Linked DNA regions of Mus musculus: all the other regions are linked to region 1. The links are chromatin contacts, called in public HiChIP or PLAC-seq maps. All regions are on one chromosome and are shown on one strand. The core of a region is the stretch at or near the end of the contact, and the rest is flanking DNA. Distances in the headings are between cores, read along the strand shown.

What was found. HiChIP or PLAC-seq counts read pairs in DNA pulled down with a chosen protein or histone mark.
Region 2: an H3K4me3 HiChIP or PLAC-seq map of embryonic stem cells shows a contact between it and region 1, with 8 times the contacts expected there. The contact joins the enhancer-like site here to the promoter of Igsf21 in region 1. A contact is called at or near these places in 3 of 484 Hi-C or Micro-C datasets (all in embryonic stem cells) and 7 of 115 datasets of contacts at active chromatin or transcription factors (SST interneurons, astrocytes, embryonic basal ganglia and 4 more).
Region 3: a contact with region 1 is called in an H3K4me3 HiChIP or PLAC-seq map of forebrain, with 2.6 times the contacts expected there. The contact joins the enhancer-like site here to the promoter of Igsf21 in region 1. A contact is called at or near these places in 1 of 39 promoter capture datasets (hippocampal neurons), 9 of 484 Hi-C or Micro-C datasets (the AtT-20 cell line, the N1E-115 cell line, cerebral cortex and 4 more), 8 of 115 datasets of contacts at active chromatin or transcription factors (embryonic basal ganglia, embryonic forebrain, embryonic hindbrain and 4 more) and 2 of 9 other capture datasets (adipose tissue and embryonic stem cells).
Region 4: an H3K4me3 HiChIP or PLAC-seq map of embryonic forebrain shows a contact between it and region 1, with 4 times the contacts expected there. The contact joins the enhancer-like site here to the promoter of Igsf21 in region 1. A contact is called at or near these places in 1 of 39 promoter capture datasets (hippocampal neurons), 2 of 15 datasets of contacts at CTCF or cohesin (hippocampal excitatory neurons and stem cell-derived epiblast-like cells), 25 of 484 Hi-C or Micro-C datasets (the AtT-20 cell line, the N1E-115 cell line, cerebellar granule neurons and 12 more), 16 of 115 datasets of contacts at active chromatin or transcription factors (astrocytes, embryonic basal ganglia, embryonic forebrain and 9 more) and 3 of 9 other capture datasets (adipose tissue, embryonic stem cells and macrophages).

Annotation. Positions count from the first base shown.
Region 1 is chr4:140,244,867-140,248,490 of GRCm38.p6, forward strand. It overlaps Igsf21 (immunoglobulin superfamily, member 21), which reads right to left and starts at 1,945. Exons shown (of 10, transcript NM_198610.2): 1 at 1,436-1,945. The coding sequence starts at 1,505.
Region 2 is chr4:140,000,655-140,004,278 of GRCm38.p6, forward strand. No RefSeq gene overlaps it. Among named protein-coding and RNA genes, the nearest start is that of Klhdc7a, 34 kb to the left of the region's middle. Within about 2 kb of position 1,592, at least 15 of the 459 cell types and tissues checked have an H3K27ac peak or open chromatin away from gene starts, as enhancers often do. A contact at or near this core is called in embryonic stem cells, where this site is marked.
Region 3 is chr4:140,082,691-140,086,314 of GRCm38.p6, forward strand. The region is part of intron 3 of Igsf21 (immunoglobulin superfamily, member 21); the gene reads right to left. Among named protein-coding and RNA genes, the nearest start is that of Gm52685, 14 kb to the left of the region's middle. Within about 2 kb of position 2,046, at least 36 of the 459 cell types and tissues checked have an H3K27ac peak or open chromatin away from gene starts, as enhancers often do. A contact at or near this core is called in cerebral cortex and forebrain, where this site is marked.
Region 4 is chr4:140,101,506-140,105,129 of GRCm38.p6, forward strand. The region is part of intron 3 of Igsf21 (immunoglobulin superfamily, member 21); the gene reads right to left. Among named protein-coding and RNA genes, the nearest start is that of Gm52685, 33 kb to the left of the region's middle. RefSeq lists an enhancer at 1,365-3,624. Within about 2 kb of position 2,001, at least 46 of the 459 cell types and tissues checked have an H3K27ac peak or open chromatin away from gene starts, as enhancers often do. A contact at or near this core is called in cerebral cortex, differentiating embryonic stem cells, embryonic basal ganglia and 7 more, where this site is marked.

The DNA.
Region 1 (3,624 bases), core at 695-3,194:
AGAAAGTATTGGCACCCAGAGAGGGTAGGAGGGACAAAGTACCTGCCTGACATTCCTTTGGGTCTCCACCAGCTCCTCCCCCACTGCCTACAGGACCACCTCCCAAGGCTCAAATTCTCCCATCAGCGGACCAAGCTCTCTCTTCAAAGACTCAGGCGGTCGGAGGGTGTAGGTTATTTTAGAGGCACGCCCCTTGGAGGACAATTTCAGAGCTCATATAGGTTTTTCTCAGTTTGCGGGACAAGAATTGACCCTCCACCGCGGCCTAAATGGGACAGAGGCCAAGGCTCCATCCGAGACAATGCCTACTTTTTCCACTCTCCCACCTCCCAGGGTGGCCACGCTCTGATTTCAACACCGGTGGTTGGTTGTGACTTGACCTGGAGAAGGAGCTTCCCCCACCCCCTACCCCCACCCCCGCCCCCACCCTCTGGAATCCCCCACCTATGACTCTGTTGGCCCTGCCTCCGCCCTGCTGGGCTGGCATCTGCTCCCTGTTCCCTGCCCGGAAGGCACTGGGGCGTCAAGTTCGACTTCCATATCATTTAAGACCCACCAGAGGGCGGCGCTGGGCAGGGTGCCCCTCCTCCCAGGTAGCCCTAACCATACACTCTAGAACTGCTCCGCACTGCTGGCTCTGGGCAAGCCTTTGAGCTCCAGTTTCCTTCCATCTGGTTCAGCCTAGGCCATGACCAAGCCCATGCGGGACACACACACACACTCACACACAGATGCGAGCCATACTGTTGAAACTCCTCCAGCCCCAGATGTGCTCACAGTTCCCTGCCCAAGTTCCCTCGATCTGCACCTGCTCCCAAACCCAGAGCTTCTAGGACCTCAAGTCCTGTACTTCCACGTGTAGCTGGGTACACTCCTGTCCAGCTCTAACAGAAATACAGTCACCGGCTGTCACACAGCCCTCTAGAGACCAGGCAGCACACCGGGGATCGGCGTGAACCGCCACACCTCAAACACCCTTTCCTTAACAGGCTCCCACATGCCGCGACGCTCACACACTTACCCTCCTGAAGGAGTTCACACCCCCAAACACTCAGACTTTCTCTCTCACCTCTCCATGCAACTGATCTAGACTCTCTGTTACCTCTCTCACACACACACCATCACACAGCCACATCTAAATGTACTCCCGTGCCCTCTCCAAACATAGCTGATTCTCGGACACTCACAGACCCAACAAAGACACACACACACACACACACACACACACACACACACACACACACACACACACACACACCACTGGCACAGACCCACGAGAGCTTTCTCCAAAAGATCTATCCTCTCTTCGCTGCACGGAAGCCCTCCTGGACTGTGCCTACAGCCCGAGACTCCCAGAGCCATCCGGGCCCGCGCCCTTCTCGGTCTTTGCGCGCATCCCCCGGCCCCGGGCTTCCGCGGGCGCCCGCACACTCACCGCGTGCCAGGTCCAGAATCGCGGCGAGCAGCAGGCAGGAAGCGCGGCGGAGGCTTGGAGCAGCTTGCATGGTGTCCAGAAGCTGGCGGCGCTGGCCGAGGCGGCGGCGGCGGCAGCGATCGCAGTGGCGGCGGTGGGTCCCCTCGCCATGGGCTCAGAAGCGCTTGTGACCCGGGCCGCCGGCCGTGGCGGTGACGAGAGGCGAGGAGAGCCGAGGGGAGGTCCCCATGCTACTGTAGCCCGGCCGCCAGGCTACCCGGGGCTGCTCTGGGCTGTACCGGGATGCTCCGGGCTGCACCACCAGGCTACTCTGGGCTGTAATAGGATGCTCCGGGCTGCACCAGACGCACTGGCTGCTCCGGGCTGCACCGGACCTGGCTGGGGCGCGCAGCTGCTCCCGGCTGGTTGGCTGCGATAGGCGGCCACGGCGGCCGGAGTCGGATCCGTGGCGGCAGTGGCGGAGTTTGGAGCCGAAGCTCTGCCCGCGCCGCCGCGCTCTGCCCCGCGCTCGCTCTTCTCGCGCCCCCTCCTCTCCCTCCTTTCCTGCCGCCCCGCCCCCGCCCCCCCCCACCCCCCGCGCTGCGCTCGCTGCCGTATTCTACAGACTTTTCTTTAATCCGTTCTGGGCTGTTCGGCTCTCGTCCGCTAAGCCGATTTATTGCAGAGAGGAGAACTCGCCCCCCTCCCTCTCGGCTTCTACCCTCTGCTCCCCCCACCCCCATCTCATCACAACTGCTTGCTTGTGAGCTGCATCCTCCCATACACACACACCAAGCTTCGCTCCACCCGAATCGCCCTCCCCACCCCTCCACCTGGACGTGTCCCTGGACGCCCCTTTCCTCCGCTTGGTGGATGCAAGCACCCTTCCTCCTTCCAGGAGAGAGAGATGCTTTCCCCGGAGGGATGTAGGTCCTCAGGGCTTGCTTTGACACCTATGAACGTCGTCCTTAGGGGCTTCAGAGCTTCAGTGTTCCACAAATAAGGGCTACCCTCCAGCCCGCGCCCCGCGCAGAACAGCTGCATTGTATGTGCAGGCTGGACCGGGCAAGGGAGGCATCGACTTTTTCTTCTGAGACCAAGATGTCACCTTAAAAAAAAAATCAGGGCTGACACCCCAGCTCCTCCACCTGAGAACCGGGGTGGGGTTGAAACTTGTGTCAGATCGTCGCTTTGATCGCTCACGCACTATTGAGCCTGGGCTGTGGGGTCTCCCACGTGAGGAAGAGGCAGGTGCTCCTAGCTCTTAGGGTGGTGGTGGGGGTGGTGGAACCAGGAGTTAGATCGTCAAGTTCCAGAATGAACAGCAGAACCAGAGAGTGACTCTGAGCCCCCAAACCAGGACCCAGGTCTCCTTATGCTGCATTCTCCAGGGAAGTCCCAGCTCCCCTATCTTTACTAAGCTGCTGCATCCTTGTTGCTCAGTTTACTTAGCCGGGCAATGGGTACACTGGCAGCCCCACTGGCTGCAGGCCTTGGGAGAGGGGTGGGCAGTGAGTAATGGCCTGGCAGGTGCTACTAGGAAAGACTTGTGCCAGGATGCCCCACGGAGTGACCCACTCTCCTCCTTACCCTCTGCAGCCTTGTCAGCACATGGCCTTTCAAGGCAGCTAGCTAGCTAGCTGCAGTTCAGGGTCGCTCAGCCTCCCTGCTCCAGGGAAGGAGCGATTTGCATTTATTTAGATCTGAGCGAATACGTTCACCTGACAGGCTTTAGAAGGATCCTCTTAGTAAAATAATAATAATGATCGTAATAAACCCTTATAAATAGGTGTTTGATTACAGTTTGTCCCTCCGTGGGTATTTTTTTTTTGAATCAGACTAATTGGTTGCTAGACTGATTGGGCTGGATCTGGCTTGAACACTGGAGTCTTGGGCCTTTATCCTTTCCCTGGCTGTTCTCCACTCCCCCTTGCTACGCCTCCAAGTCTCATCTTCCCCAAGCTACTGAGGGGTGAGCTTGAGGGCATCTCCCCTCCCCTCCAAAAAAAGCTTCCCCCCCACCCACCCCCCGCTAAGCAAGCCAAGGGAAGAGCACAACCCTTGCCTGTCTGATCCTGCCAGTCTCTCCCTCCCACCTCTCTGCTTCTGGCTTAGGAAAAAGCTATCCAGGATTCTAAGCCCTCGGTGTGAGAGGTTCCCTGGCTGAGGAGCTCCAAGCCCAGATGCCCCCCCGCCCCCCCTCCCGGGCT
Region 2 (3,624 bases), core at 342-2,841, 240 kb before region 1:
AATAGACAAGTTTTCTTTCTGGCCTGCAGTTGGATGCTGCTGCCAGGGGCAACCAATGTCTGGGGGTGAATAAGTAAGTATCCCTCTTCCCTGGCCATTGCTGGGGGTCTGATAGGGTAGGGTAGGGGAACAGCAACCTAGAGAAGTTACATCAGTTGTAAAACCAAAGAATTGTCACCGTCCAGCTGAAATGGAGGTGTTGTACAGAAGGGCATAGCCTTGGCTAACACTGTCCTACCTCTGTCTAATGCCTGGGCCAGCCTTGGGCACATGGGAAATGCTCTGAGAACCCCAAGTCATGGTTCATCTGGTCACCCAGATGGAAAGGTCAGGGTCAGAGAAAGCAACAGGCTGGGGACTGGGGTGTGAGGAGCCTGGCCACAGTCTGCATGCAGCCTTGGGTATGCTTCCTCAGGGACAGCGGTGGCCATATGTGACCTTTGGCCTGACTCGCTCCTCCTTCGTGATTGCCTCATGGAACACATGTAGTAATTCTAAAAGCCAACTTGGCAAGGATGCCCAGAGGAGGAACTGAGAGTATGTGGAGTGACTAAGCACAGCACCCAGGTACTCGGGTGCAGGTACTTAGTCACAGTCACTCTCCTGGTCATGGTCGGTGGTACCCCCTGCTGCCTCCCTTACCTCACACAGCCAGTACACAGCCATAAACAGTCTCCACTTGCAGGCTCGGCTATGAAGGACTTTGTAGTGTGGTGTCCCCTCCTCAGGCTGTCCTACCTACTTCCTGGAACCTGTTCTGTTTGCTTTTTCTATTTTCTCCATTTTTAGATCCGACAGCAGAGGCCCAGAGAGGGCAAGTTGTTCACAAAGGCCACACAGGAGCCTAGGAGTAGAGCCCAGAAAGGGAACTGAGTGGTTTGGGTAACCAGGCAGACTTGGGTTCAAGTCCTGACCCAGGCTTTGATCCGCCTGAGTGGATTCTGATGGTTCTTCACCTTCCTGTTCTCACATTCTCTTTCAAAGGTGGGCATGCAGCTCAGTGGTGGGGCGCCCACCCACTGAGTGTGGGTCCACAGAGCTCAGTGGTGGGGCATCGCCTAGTGAGTGTGGGGCCCCGGAGCTCAGTGGTGGGGCGCCCACCTAGTGAGTGTGGAGCCTCGGCTTTCCTCTGGAGTCCTAGCACTGAATTAAAAAAAAATTGAATGTGTGGGATGACTCCAAATTCTGTCTTGTAAAGTCTAGGAAGGAGGAGAGCATTCTTCGTGTGGTCAACAAGGCCACTGTGTTCTTTGCCCGCCTTTGGTAGGGGTTCTCTGCTTTGATTAGTGACTATTTTCTGGGCGACAACTCATGGAAGTCCCTTGAGGGACCTGCTGCTATGTGCCAGAGGGTAACCCCTGCCCGGGGAGCCAGTCAGGCAGGGCGTGAATGGACAAGGAGAGACAGAGCCTCCATTTGAGGTCCTGACCCTGCCTGTACCTGGCTCTGGTGGAGGACGGGATGGGTGGTGGGGTCCTGGTCTTCTGGGATTCATTCGGGCTCAAGGTGATTGAGCCTCTCAGAAGCAATACAGGGGCAAAGGAAGGTGACGCCTTTAATGCAGAGAGAAGCATCGAGTTCCAGCCAACCAGCGACATTTGCATTTAAATGGAGGTCTGCAAGTCTGTAAATCTGCATTTCCCAACCGCAGAGCCCTAATGGTTGTTTAATCACGTTTAGATGAACCCCCTGGAGCACTGGGGGTAGGCGCAGCACCGTCTTAGCTCTGTTACAGAGGCTGAGATCAGGCACTCCTTCCTCCTATCTCCTGTCCCGGACAGGCTGCTCACTCTAGAGAAGCGACCGGCCCCTGTCCATGCCAGGATTAACTCAGAACTGGCAGAAGTAGGATTGGCCCCAAAGTCCCCGCAGCCTCCACAGTAATGAGGATGGTGACAAGATTTGAAGAAATGGGCAGCCGGAGCTCTGAGCAGGGCCTGCACGTGCTCCGAGCTTGATGGTTTCTCGTTCTACCTCGGACTGTAGTGCCCACTGAGGCTGAGCAAGCCGGTGGCGTGGACACCGTCCAGGCTTTAGGGTGGCATGTGGGGGTGGCGGCTGATGAACGGGTTCCTCACCGGAGTCACCTATCCTGTGAGACAGACCTCTGAACCCCTGTTCCTCAGGACGTTGGCTTCTGCGAGGTGTTCGCTCTCCCTCAGCTTCCTCATCCACGAAAGGTTCCTGTCCCCTTGTCTTAGATGCTGGCCTTCTAAAGAGCACCAGCTCTGTCTTATCCCTCGCCTGGGGCCTGGCAGGTAATAAGTGCTTAATGAGCACTTGGATCTGTTGTTACTTAGACACGTGCAATAGTACCAGGGACCCTGTAGCTTATCGGTGTTCTTTAGCTCAAAGGCACAGTCACTGGCATCAGGCAGGCCTGGGTCTTAATCTCAGCCTTACCGAGGAACTCATACCAAGTTAGATCCTCACACATGAGGGCTTGTTGAGTCTGGGCCCACAGGATCTGGGCAGACAATTACTCTTGTCTCTGCCTTCAGCACTTTCAATCAGGACAGGGTAGATGGGGGGGGGGGTATTGCCATTGCCGATGTAGCCCAGGATGTGTAAATGATCTTGAACCCCTGATCCCCTTGCCTCCACCTCCCTAGAGCTAGACTGACAGGCCTGTACCCCATCCCTGGTTTATGCTGTGTCAGGGATTGAACCCAGGACTTTGTGCATGTTAGGTGGGCACTCTACCAACTGAGCCACAGCCCGGTGCAATGCTGGTTCAAGTAAAAATGCACGAGAGAACTGGTCAACCAGCTCTCAGCACCACCTTGTGCCTTTGGTCCAAATGACAGGGACTGTCACCAGGGTCACCCCTCATGTCCCATGACCCCTTCCCCAGATCGTGGTCCAGCCCTACCCTCCTCCTTGGCCTGACACAGCTGACTGGTAATGTGTTCTTTCTGAGCCGGGCCCCCACCACTTTCCCCATTGGAAAAAGCAATTAGATCGTGTTTACCAGAGTACGCGGCTGCAATCTGCCGTGCTGTCCTATCCTGTGCGCTGGCCCACTTCCTCCATGCTTTGCTTAGGTCTGATGGGAGATTTGCATACGAAGTAAAAATAGAAAAGCAAAGGGGGAAAGCAAGGGAGGGATCAGCGTGGGGCCAGAGAGCTCTGAGTACACCTGCATCAGTCTGGGGAAACTGAGGGTGGGTGCAGGCTCGTCCCAAACTCGGAGGCGTTCTTGTGTGATTTGATCTGTTGGGTGGGCAGTCAGGTCCCTACGAGAAGCCTGGCTAGCCTCTGCCCCGTAGGCTCAGGGTAGCTGGAGTTCTCCCCAGCGCCTTGCTCACTCTTCCCTGGCTCTTCCAGGGAACGACAGGGCAGAATCCAGTCCCTGCTCCGGATTCCCACTTAGGGCTCTGTTCCTGCCTCCCAGTTTCTCAGGATGGATCCGAGAAGCTCCAGGGAGCAAGGACGTGTTTCTGGATGTGCGCTGAGATAGTGTGGAGAGAGCCAGGGAAGAGAGAGAAGTCCTGGGCAGATGGGCACCTGGTCAGTGACTCTCCGCTGCCTTGTGGAAAGTGGGTCACCAATCCTCTCAGGACTCTGAGAGGGACTGCGTGGGAAAACACTTGGAGTTGTTAGCAGCACTCCCCCATTGGTCTA
Region 3 (3,624 bases), core at 796-3,295, 160 kb before region 1:
CGGACTATATACCAAAGGACATTGGGCAGGGACACAGACCAGGAACTAGGCATCTGACCAAAGAGAAATCAGACGGAGGGTGCTGGGTTGGTTCCTGGCTCCTTGATAGGAAGCCAGAAATTCTGCTGGTTTTGTCTTTGTCTCTGTCCTTTGTCCCTGTACAAGCCAGTCAGAGCAGCTTCAGGAAGGTCACAGAAGTTGACCAGAGTTGGTGGTCAGAGGAAGAGGAGAAGTGTGGGAAACCTCTCATCCTCTCTTACACTTCCCCTCCTTTTCTCCTCCTCTTCCTCCTCTTCTTTTTGTTTGTTTTGTTTTTGGAGACAGGGTTTCTCTGTGTAGCACTGGTTGACTTGGAGCTCTCTCTGTAGACCAAGATGTCCTTGAACTCACAGAGATCTGCCTGCCTCTGACTCCTGGGTGCTGGGATTAAAGGTGTGCATCACCCACGGCCCGACTCCCTTCTTCCACCTCTATCCTGGTTATCATTCCGACCTTGTTTAGTGAACACCACTGCCCATCTGTGTGTGAGGCCAGAATGAGGTCACCTGTCCCCATCACACCAGAGGACAGGTCTGCATTGTGTCTGCGCCTGTGCCCTAAGCCTCTGCTTCATGACAGATGAGGACTTTAAAAGCTGAATTCTTTCCACCCTCCCTCAGAGCTCAGGCACCAGGACAATCATGGCCGTAGGAATGACTCTAGAACCATCTGTGAGCAGGGAGCTCCCAGAAATGGCTGGCTAAGGGTGAGAGTTATTTAGTGTTTGTACCTTTCTCCCATCTCAGTCCTCACGACAGCTCCAAGAGGAAACTGAGGCACAGGCTGCCGGTTGTCATGATGGTCACTATTGACTTTAAGTTGGGAGAACTCAGTTGGGCAGTGTCCTGGTGGAGGCTCCAAAGGTGACACCTGCTGTGGCCCAGTCAATCACTCTCCTCAAGGAACTCTGATCCCCAGTGTGATGACAGCCACCAGCCGACCCTTGGGGTGGAGCCAGAGTAGGGTTCTTGCCTTTGTAAAAGAGGCTCAGAGAGTCTCGATCAGGGGAGGGTACTGTGCCAGTGGCTTGAGGGTCACAAGGGCAAGCAGAAGGAGCGGGGGTCATGAGGTGGAGATTTTGTGGTTCTAGGTCAGCCTGTTGGCACGCCATGAAAGCCTGGGGCCTGATGCACAGCCTGGCCCTGCCTTCTGGTCCCTGTAGATACCACATCTTATTTGTTGCCCCTGGAAAAAAATCTAATAACAAACCATCACACAAATTCCTCCAGTATGGGATGGAAGCCCCCACAGGTCATCCTGCTCAGCAGAGCTGGACAAAGGATCAGAAGACAGGCCCAAAGGGAAGGGGCGCGACCCATGGCAAAGCCGTAGGACACTTCAGAGTAGGTTCCTGGGTGAGCTGGGCAAACCTGGCTGGGCCCTACTTTCCAGCTGTTGATCGGCTCAACAGCCTGCAGTGGTCTCCTGCAGGGAGGCGGTTGTCATGCTATGACCTCAAAGCCTCAGACAAGCCAGAGGTCAGCCCATAGCCTAGCAGTTGGTCCACACTGATGCCCTGGGTGCCAGCCAGGTACAGTTCGGCCAGAAGAGAATGACTGAACTGGTTGAAGTGACTGGGAACAGAGACCAAGCACTTACACAGGGGTCCCTCCACTAACAGTTGGGGCAGGGGCTGGGTCTGGCAAACTCAGTTCACAGTGCGTCCTGTAGTTGGAGGTGGGGATCTTTGCTATGGGATGGATGACGGGTGAGAGAGATAGCATCTATTGTATAGACCAATGACTTGGATCAGCAAAGCAAACCTTAACTCTCCTTGCTTGGCAGCAGCTGGGCCTGGAGCCCCGCAGGAGGCCTTTCCCAATGAGGTCAGCTGATGGGTGACCCCAGGCAGAACCCGCATCCCAGTGCTTCATCAAAGCCAAGCTAAAAACAGCCTGGCTTTGGCAGTGGAAAATTGAAACTCCCAGCTCCCTCTTAAGGCTCTTAAACGGGTCAGTCCACCAAAAACCCAATCCTTCAGTCTGCGTTCTGTTAAAAAGTAGGGCAGGCCAATTACATTTCACAGTCCTGAGCTACACGCTGCCAAAGGCAGAGAAGGGCAGGCTGGGGCGCCCAGGGCCACAGCAGATGGGAGACAGGGGGCCTCGCTAACCTCTCCCATCAGCCTCTTTGTCAAAACAAAATTAAAATGCCTGGACTCTAGCTGGCACCGAGATCCCATCCACGGTAATAGGTATTTATCTTGGTGTGCTCGGTGCTGGGCTCTCTGCCATGGGAAGCCGGAAGCTGAAAGGTTGTTGGCTTCTTGGTCTGTCTCTGACAAGGAGCACAGCGGTGCTGGGTGTGGGAGGAGGGAGAGCATCCCACCATTCCTTATTATTCTGTCAGCATGCTTTTTCTGAGCACCTACTATGTGCTAGCCTGTCTTACATCCTGGAAATACAGCCATGAATAAGGCAGATTAAAGCAAAAACAGAATAAACAAAATCTACTGTCCAGCCAGACAAGATGATGCACATCTATGGTCCCAGTGCTGGAGAGTCAGAAGCAGGAGGATTGCCACAAGTCTGAGGCTAGCCTGGTTTGCAGAGCAAATTCAAGGCTGGCTTGGGCTAGACAGTGAGAGCCACATAAACCTGGAGGAGATGGCTCAGTCAGGAGAGCGCTTGCCTTGCAAGCATGAGGACCTGAGTTCAACCCCCAGGACCCGTGTAAGAAATCCAGGCGTAGCGTGTAATCCCAGTGGTGGAGGTGGGGTGGGGGTTATGAGACAGGAGATTCAGTGGGGTTCACTAACCAGCCAGCCTAGCCCAGTTAGTGAGTTTCAAGTAAATGAGAGACTGTCTCGAAGCACAGATGATGCATAGGACCTGAAGTTATCCTCAGCCTCCGCACACATGCACATATATGCACATACGTCTGCGTGCACACATGTACAGGCAGACACATTCACTTGCCCACACACACACATAACAGCATGTCAGATAGCATGAGCATATGCATATCTTATAGAAAATACAGACTGGGCAGGGATAGGGTGTTCTGATGGTTTTCCTAGTGTTCAGGAAGGAGGATGGAAAAGAGATGTCTGACCTGAGGGGTGGTCATGTGACATCCGGAAGGCTGCATGGATGGAAATGGCAGTCACTGAGCTAATTTTAAACTTCACACGCTTTGCTAGCCACACACTTGTCCCTGCTGTCCTTGTGGGTCCCTCAGAACAACTTTATGAGATGAGTACAATGTAAACTCCCAGAAGTGACAGACGCGGAGAGGACAGGGCAGAGCCGGGTCTCACGCTCATGTGTTCACAGCCCGGGAGGAGGAAATTGCATGATTCAGCATCTCTCCTCTTGGCTTTGCCGGCAGAGCATCCCAAACATGAGACTCTGGGGTCAGCCGTTCTGAGGTCTAGAGCTTTCTGAGCACGCTCAGAATGCCAACGGTGGAAAATTCAACCATGGAAGCTTGCTCCGTGAACAAAATTGTTTAAAAAGAAAAAAAAATACAGCCTTCACGCTCTGTGTATGTTTGAAGCATGGGGAACATGGGTTACAAGCTTAGACTTGAGATCCATCCCCACGATATCTCATTAATACTTGTGCAAATATCCCAGAATACGAA
Region 4 (3,624 bases), core at 751-3,250, 140 kb before region 1:
AAGGGGCCCAAGGTTGTTCTCACTACATCATTCCTATCCAGATTTCTCGAGGATCTGGGTTGGGACCCAGGTCATGACGGGACCATAACTGGGTGTGCAGGATCTTGGGTGGTCATCTCCAGAGAGACTGAGCCTGAGTTTGTCCTAATATCCAGCAAGCTCTACACATAGTAGGTGTTTAATGTGTGCTTACAGAGAGTCTCACGGGCAAGCAGTTCCCATTACATATATTTTGGAGAAACTGGATGCATGACTTACAATAGAAACCAGAGGACTAAGGGATCAAGAATTGAGGCTTCCAAATTATCAAGGCTGGGATGGCATTTTTTTTGTACTCACAGCAAGACAAGCATCTGAGCTGCTCAGTAACGCATGCCATCAGGTAAAGACATGCAAACTCTCAAAGGACCACGGATGCTCGGCTCTTTGGACTGAACCAGTAATAACTGTGTCTATTTAAAACCCAGAAGTGTGTTTTCATTAGAGATGATTTCAAAGGACTTCTGTAAGGACCATTGTCTGCCTACTCGGAGTGGCCTTGTCCCTTTCTGGGCACCTTCCCACCTCCACTGAACATACCGTGTCTCCACTCAGAGCTCCAGTCCCCCCTCCCACCAGCCATATCCACTTTGCCTCAAAGCCACTTTTGACTTCAGATCCACTTTCAATGCCACTGTGGCCACCATCTCCTCAGCCCTGCCAGCTGAGTCACCTCGGCGTGTGTCTGAGCAAGTCCTCAGACAGCTCCGGCTTCACTGTTGCAATGGTTAGCTATATATCTGTTTGGACTCCACTTCCCCTCTTTCTAGACTCCACCATATACTGTCTCTCTCTAAATGTCAAACAGACTCTGGGGTGCTGAGGAGGGGAGGAGGGACTGACCCTCGGGGAAACCTAGCTGTCTGGTGAAAGCATGGGGAAGGACAGACAGGTTTTAATGCCTGATGGGGACTCCATGGTATCCAATTTCTAGTGTACACGTCAGAGCCACTGGGGACAATCACTTCCTTCAGTGTCTACCTGCCAATGCCCCACCCCCACCCCACTTTCTGCTATCATATATCATAGCAGTATGCTCAGCTCATGCTGTGCTCAAACAGCCAGTCGGTCTCCGTGGGTGAGAGAACACGTGCTACCAAGTGTTTGTGGGACTCTGGTACCAGGCCCCAGCGTCCTCCGGGGATCACTTAGCTTTCTTGTCTCAGTAACCAGGGTGAACTTTCAAATGCAGGTCATGGTGGGCCAGCTGCTCTCCGTGGCTCCCCGTGGCTCCCGGGGTGCTGAGGGTAAATTGCTACTTTGTTATTTCCTCTGCCCTGGCCATGCTCCGCCCCAGGCAGCCCTTCTCACCCCAGGGCCTTTGTGCTTGCTCTGCCTGCTTTTTGGAGTGACCCCTGCTTTCCTGCCCCACCCTCTGTGCATGACTGTTTGCACTCTAGTTCTCAGCTTGGATGTCTTCTGTGACACACGGGCCCTATTCCCTGCGACCCACCCTTGATCAGGAGTGCCCTGATTTGCATGGCCTCTATTTGCATGGTCCCTATTTGCATGACCCTTATTTACATGGCTGTGATTTGCAAGGTAGAGATTGCACCCTGGAAGTTGCTTGGATAAAGGCTCAAACTAAGCCTGGCCAAACCCATGCAGGGGACAGCACAACTACTGCCTAAGTGTGAAGACTAGAGTCTATCCTCACAGTCAAGTTATTGGCTGGACTAGTGAAGTGGCTAGGCTCTCAGGTAGGAGAGCACGTTTCAGTGTACGACATAGAGAGAGAGATCGAGGAAGCATCATTCTGCATACCCGTGTGTCCCCACACAAGTCACACACACACACACACACACACACACACACACACACACACACACACACGGACACGGACACGGACACGGACACGGACACGGACACTTTACAGCTCCTTGCTTTACCCTGTTCTCTAGTTAAGGCCCCGCCCATTCCCTACTCCTGTTAAGGCCCCGCCCACCCCCTACTCCTGTCTAAGGAGCGAATCCTCCACTCCCAGCCAGTCCCTTCCCCACTACCCCGAATCCCTCACACACTGAATGGACGAACCCTCGAGCCCAAGGTAGCATCACAAGGACTCACACCTGCGTCCGCAGGAGGCAGGCACCCTGTCGTCGACCAGCTTCTGCCGATCGCGTCCCACCAGCTGGGGACAAACACGGGGAGTCCCTGGGGCTCCTTGAGGCTCCCCAGGAAATTGTTCTCTGCCGGTTTCTGGTAATATTCCCAGCCTCATTCTCACCCCGCTTTCCCAGCTGAAGAGGAAGCAGCTGAACAGCTGTGGAGCTGGGACTCTGGGCTGAGATGCATTAATTTGTAAATATCTTCATTTATATGTAAATGCGGAGCCCGGAGCCCCGCCGCTGGCCCTAATGGGGCCTTGCAGCCTGGTACTGCGGCTCTTCCTTCACTGGCTGGCCACGGGAAGATGTTCCCAACACTGCTTGATTTCATTAAGTCTCTTCTTTCACTGGCCCCTGTGTCCCCTACATATGGTGGCTCTGCTCCCCGGAGTGCCCTCTGCTCAGGATACCCAGGTGTCTCAGAGTGCAGAAACTCAGCATGAACATGGAGGACTAAAGGAGCCCGGCACATAAATCCTAGGACTGAACTTAAGTCCATGCTGCTGTGTGACTTTGGAAAAGTCCTATACCCTCTCTGGGCCTTATTTTCATTAACTGTAAAACAAAGACGGCACCATGGTATAGGTGTAGGAAGAGGTGGTTTGGGGTTTGATCAAGTTCATGTCATTCCAATGGGAGACCCTTAGCTGGGTCATCCCTTGGCCTTACTGAACTGTGACCCCTTCTGTAAAATAAAATGCAGAAAAGGGGGAGTTAAAAATGTTACTTTTCCAAGTTCAAGGGGTTAGCTGAAGATAGAGAGCAGCAGAAGAGATAGAAGTGTGTACATAGGGGCTTTCAGGATGGGGGATCCCGTGCAAAATTGGCTTTGCCTTGCGGTGGGGAGAGAGGGTTGCTTGAAGCTTAGGGGTGAACACCTTCAGCTCAGAGTTATGTTTGGGGACCAGGAAACTCTGACCCCAGGTCACCTGTCCACCGAATGGGTCAGCCAGCATTTGACTTGGAGAAAATGGGCACCAATGTCTAACACATTCCATTCTAGGATTACAGGAAGATAGTCTAGTCAGCCTGCTTTCGGGGGGCGGGGGAGGGGCGGGGGGCTGGGAGGCTGGGGGGGGGAACTGGCTCAAGATCACTGGGTAGGAAGTGGCTGTGCCAGGATTTGAAGCCTTCAGGCACCTGCTGGCTTTCTCAAAGCTGGTGAGCACGGCTGGAAGCAGGTGTGTGGGGCGTGGGGGTGGGCATGGGGGAGGCCTGGGGTTTCCTTGTGGTCTGAGGAATCAAAGCTAGGCAGGCCTCTGGAGGGCACACCTATAGGCAGAAGCAGACTGCAAAGGAGGGATTTGTTGCTGCCGGGCGGGCGCTGGGTTTCAGGAAACCTGGCTCCAAGCCAGGAAGTCCCCTGCCTGAGGACTCTCTGGGGCTCCCAGGGCATTGCTTATTTTCCTCTCCAAAATGCTTTTTATCTCTGCTCTCATCTTGATGGCAACTGATTTCTCCTTGGCACTCGTTTCTT